2 separate regions of the Ovis aries genome follow, and region 1 is linked to region 2. The links are chromatin contacts, called in public Hi-C maps. All regions are on one chromosome and are shown on one strand. The core of a region is the stretch at or near the end of the contact, and the rest is flanking DNA. Distances in the headings are between cores, read along the strand shown.

Region 1 (2,700 bases), core at 61-2,560, 370 kb before region 2:
TGGTGAGCTCTCCATCCTCCACCTATACTTTCTCCCTACAGGCCCTCCTCATTGACGAAGGACTTCCCTCGTGGCTCAAACGATGAAGAATCTGCCTGCAGTGCGGGAGGCCTGGGTTTGATCCCTGGGTCAGGAAGATCCGCTGGTGAAGGGAATGGCAACCCACTCTACTGTTCTTGCCTGGAGAATTCCATGGACAGAAGAGCCTCGTGGGGTACAGTCCATGGGATCTCAAAGAGTCAGACACAAACGAGCGACTTTCACTTTCCTAAAGGCCACTTCATCCTCTTCTCTCTCCTTTCTCCTTGTTTCAATGGTACAAAAACCTATACCACTGAACAAAATGCCACCTACCCCAGGAAGCCTTTCACAATCCTTCTAGGGAGAATGAACAAGAACACAGGGTCTTTTACTCCTTTCTCCTACACCTTTCTAGCATTTCTTCAGCAGCTCCTACTTCATTCTGCCCTGGGTTGTATGCCATCCCATGTTTATACATCCCTCAGGCCAGTACCGGAGAAGGCAATGGCACCCCACTCCAGTACTCTTGCCTGGAAAATCCCATGAACAGAGGAGCCTGGTAGGATGCAGTCCGTGGGGTCACTAAGTCGGACACGACTGAGCAACTTCACTTTCACTTTTCACTTTCATGCATTGGAGAAGGAAATGGCAACCCACTCCAGTGTTCTTGCCTGGAGAATTCCAGGGATGGCGGAGCCTGGTGGGCTGCCGTCTCTGGGGTTGCACAGAGTTGGACACAACTGAAGCGACTTAGCAGCAGCAGTAGCAGCAGCAGGCCAGTACATGAGGAAGGCTCAAGAACAGGCCCTGGGACTTATTCCTCTCTGAGCCCTACCCCACATCTGGGTCTGCATGGGCATCAGCACATCCCAGAGCTTCCAGCTGGCAGAATGCCGGCATCCATTCATCCAGCATCATGGAGTAGCCGACCCTGTGCCGGGTTCCTGGGAGGGACAGGAAGGTCCAGGCCAGCCCCTGTTCCTAAGAAGCTCAGAAATCCATGGCAGCAAGACTAGCATCCTCGAAGTCCTACCAGAGGGCAGTGGTCTCCAAACTGGGGAGAGTACACACTACCAGGGCACATGACAGGCCCTGAGATGCAGGAAAAAAGTACAGGAAGTTCTGTTTTGTTGGAAAGCATATTTAAAATTTATAAATAAGCCAAAAACTTAGAAATGAAAAGTGTTTTACTCTTTTTCACAACCAGGCTTTCCCTTAGCACCTCTCGAGGCCTGCTGGCAGGCACCCAGAGCCACGTGACTTGTCCTCAGGGCGAGGTGGCAGCCACAGTGCTGAGACTTGACAGGCTTGTCCATCCGCCAGCAGTGAATCACCTTGTGCTACAGTTCAGTGTTCCAGGCTGTCAGTGACATGGTTACTTTTATAAAGACAGCTTTCAGTAGCAGGATCTTCACAGAGTTTTGTAAATGAAATGGTGGAGGATTGATGTGGCCACAAAAAACTTTGGTTCCACATAGAGGCTTTTGGATTGCTCATGACAAAGTGCTTAAAAGAATTTTGGGACTTAAAGATGAGTTATACATTTTTCCTTGACAAAGAAAAAAACTTAATTGTTCTAAATTTGCCAACCATTCCTGTGATAAGTAGTTTAGTAGTTTTCTGCTAATGAGTATTTTTCGAATCAGTACCTTGAAGGAATGAGTGATGTTTTAAAAATCAGAGTGAGAAAGAAGCAGCTTTACAACAGCTGTAACTGCTGCTATAAAGAGAACATTTTGAACATGTCTGTGAATATTGCATCAAGATGTGATTTGTGGCCAAAAATGATGTCACTTATAAAAATTCCCACATCTGCACACTTACAAAACATGAAATTTCATGAGCTTCCAAATTAAGGGTTCATTTTTTTTTAACCTTTTGTCAACTTTGTGTAAATGGTGCATGGAACTGAAAAAACTAGTATCAGGAATTAGGAGGTGCAGCCATTAATTTAATTTGTCTAACTTGAATCGACATTTGAGTATTTTGTTTTGCTATAACAGCCATTAAAACCAAGTGTAGATGTAAACTTAAGATTAGGCCTTTGAATCATGAAGTATTAAGCTGGAATTTTTAAAAAGAGCATAAGGTATTTCCAATCACAGACTTGATGGCAAAAAGCTTTTCGAACCCTGTTAATAGATAAAACATAAAACCATAATTTTTCTTTTATTTCAGCTTTCGAAAACACGTTTGCTCTATGATGAACAATATACTGCTACGTTAGCAGAAGCTGTATTGGTAGCAAAATATGTATCATGTTTATTGATTGAGGTAGATGATGGAAAACACTGGAGACCACCCATTAGCGTGCACACTTGTATGGGCCACGTCCCCAGCATCTGTTTCTTTTCTTCCGTCAAAATTCAGGGTCCCGTTTTCTGTGACCATGCCCCATGTCATTTTGCGGCAGCCAGGCGTGCTGTACGAGACTGATCACAGCCCAGCTCCAGGAGTGGTCCCTGTTTGGTTTACACCAATCAGAGGAGCCCATTCCCCTTGGGCATTGTGACTGACTTAGGGATGAGGCTGCCTGGTCCTCACAGAGAGGAGAAATATTCACCAAGGGCTTCTGACCAGGAAGCTTCCTGGATTTGCTGTGCGCTACCAGAAGAGATGTCCCGTCTTTCTCTGGGCCTGTAGCCTGAAGATGTGAGGGCTGACCTGGCTCTGCTGCAG
Region 2 (2,700 bases), core at 87-2,586:
AATATTTTGGTGCACATGAACTTTTATGAAACCAAGCTAATAATTCAAAAAATATTTTCTTATCTTCCAAACAAATTTCTTATCAGTAAAATGACTTTTGTGACCAGCAGGAATTTCTGTAGTAGTCAGGAGAATCTTAGACTGATTTCCCAGTCAGCATTGTTGCTAAGCATCTTACATGTGCATGCTAAAACCAGCAGCCAATAAACATTGTCAAGTTTTTGTGTCCCGAACTCAAAAGCTGTGGTGAAGAACTGTAACCACTGAGACAGCAAAATCTTCCAAAAACATGCTGAAATTTCTGCTTGACTTACCCAATTTCCTGTTGAATCACAATTTTTATATTTAGCAAAGTGTGAACCTAGATGAAAGTGCTCTCTAGAATGTTAGGTTGTTGCCCAAGACGGAGACAAACTCTATTTATTTATCATCTGGCAATCTTAAAAAGTGATCACATGACTCCAGGCTTCCGTTTCTAGGGTAGGAGCTGGGTTAGCGTATAAAATCAGATTTCTTTGGAGAGCAGAGTTGGAGGAGATGCGTGAGGGGAAAGGCCATGGCTGGACACCCCAGCTCACACGGGGGTTCCTGGGAGAGGGTTGAAAGCAAACTCTTACGCCACAGTGTCTGGCTAACTTCTGTTCTGAGAAGAAACAAGTCTCAGAAGCACTCGGAAGGGCCTGTGAGGGCCTTTCCTTTCCAAAGGTTAAACAAACTGCTCTGTGATTTCTGGCTCACCCCTGTAATTCGGCTCTTCCTGGGGTGAACATGTTATCAATTTTGTTTGTCCTGACAAACGGTTTGATAATTGTGGTTTCTCACAGAATGGTTCTGCTTAAGAGAGCATACCGCATAGAAGGTATAAAAAAAAAAAAACAAAACTGATTTCAACTGAAATCAGTGAAATTTGGACTCATTGAAGTCTGTATTTCTAATAAGTTTAAGTTTGTCATGGATGATTGTCTATTATATTATTTGTCTGGCTTCTTATCTCTGGGCTTTCCCCTTGCCTTGATGTATGTTGATTTTATTTCTCATACTTTGGACTTTGAGTGTGTCCGACACCTGGGAATATGAGCAACTATGTTGTTTATACAGCTTGAATAGTCGTGTTTACTTTTAGGATCCATATCCGTGATTTATCAGTGTCAGGGAAGATTTGTAAGAGTAATGAGCCAGAAGATGGAGGTGGTGGTCTGCAGTCCTTTTCCTGCAGCTCCTAAACCTCGGGAGCTCTGAGAGCTGAGATACTGTACAAACTCATTTAGTGACAGTGCCTGGCCTGTGCTGGTGGGAGTCCAGTTCTCGTTTTTGTTTCTTTAGTGTGTTATAGTCACATGCTTTGCTGCAGGGTGCTGCCTCAGAAGACCGTGCTGGCAGTGATGTGTGAAGCAGTGTGAGCACCATGTGTGCCTGTGCTGAGTCGCTTCAGTCATGTCTGGCTCTTTGAGGTCCATGGGTTACAGCCCTCCAGGCTCCTCTGTCTATGGGATTCTCCAGGCAAGAATACTGGAGTGGGCGGCCATGCCCTCCTCCAAGGGATCTTCCCGACCCAGGGATCGAACCCGCATCGCTCATGTCTCCTACATTGGCAGACAGGTTCTTTACCACTAGAGCCACCTGGAAAGCCTGAGGGCCTCAGGGCGAGGCCGTCAGAGGAGGAAGGCTGTGGATTTTGTCTCTAGCTCTGCTTCTGAGTGTCTGGCCCGGCAGCCCCCACCCCCCACCCCCGGCTAGACAGTCTTTGTTTTAGACCTTGAGATCTTGCCTGTGTGAAATGTAATCATGATTTGCAGTTTCTAATACGATTTACATTTCTGCCTGAAGTTATCTTTTAGTTTGCCAATTTGCTTCAGGGCAGAATAGCCCCCAAAGAGGTCAAGTGCAATGCAGTGGAGCTCTGTGACTTTGGCCAGGTTACTTAATAACCCTGAGCCCCTCTCTCTTCATCTGGAAAATAGTGACAATGTGGGGACCTCCTGAGAGTGTTGTGACAAAAATGCAGACCTGTTGGATCTAAAGTACACCATCTGTGGGAGTTCTAACTTGTCCACAGCTGCCTCCTCAGGCTGCCTCTCTCTCGGTGATCTGGTGATAACACACAGCCTGATACACTTCAGACAGGGATGACCTCTTTATTGTTGTTTTTTTTTTTTTAACCAGGGAAGTGAAACCATGCTGACTGAGTGCTTCTAGATGCTAGGCACTGGGCTCAGAGCTTTGCTTACATCGGGTCTTTGAATTCTCATAACCCTGAAGGCAAATATTTTAATCTCGGTTTTGCTGATGAGGCTCAGAAAGGATAAGAAACCAGACCCCCATCACCCAGTGCATCAGTAACGGAGCTGGGATTTGAACTGAGGTCTGTCAGCACCCAGAGCTCAGGCTTCCTGTTGCCCCACACAAAACCACTGGTGTGAGAAGCCCTGGCCCCACAATACTGTGAACATTCTATTTTCTGTAGGAGAGAAAGTCCCTGCAGGCCTCCCTCAGAAAATTTTCCATTAAAACATTTTCAAAATCCTTGTTCTTTACATATCTGTAGTTTTCTCTTTATTTTATGTTATAGAGGGATGTTTAAAAAGAAAAAACAAACAAGCAGAAACAAGCCAGAACTCCAGAGTGCCTCGGAGTTTAAAGTTATGATTTCTTTACATGATCTTTACTGAGTTTAATTTGACTAGAAGACGTGTAATCAGT

What was found. A called contact is a pair of places that touch in the nucleus more often than the background predicts.
Region 1: a contact with region 2 is called in a Hi-C map of muscle, with 10 times the contacts expected there. The contact joins two enhancer-like sites. A contact is called at or near these places in 9 of 16 Hi-C or Micro-C datasets (hypothalamus, mesenteric adipose tissue, mixed tissues and 5 more).

The regions. Positions count from the first base shown.
Region 1 is chr8:28,948,736-28,951,435 of ARS-UI_Ramb_v3.0, reverse strand. No RefSeq gene overlaps it. Among named protein-coding and RNA genes, the nearest start is that of FOXO3, 27 kb to the right of the region's middle. Within about 2 kb of position 1,310, at least 2 of the 54 cell types and tissues checked have an H3K27ac peak or open chromatin away from gene starts, as enhancers often do.
Region 2 is chr8:28,581,002-28,583,701 of ARS-UI_Ramb_v3.0, reverse strand. The region is part of intron 6 of ARMC2 (armadillo repeat containing 2); the gene reads left to right. Among named protein-coding and RNA genes, the nearest start is that of ARMC2, 40 kb to the left of the region's middle. Within about 2 kb of position 1,336, at least 22 of the 54 cell types and tissues checked have an H3K27ac peak or open chromatin away from gene starts, as enhancers often do.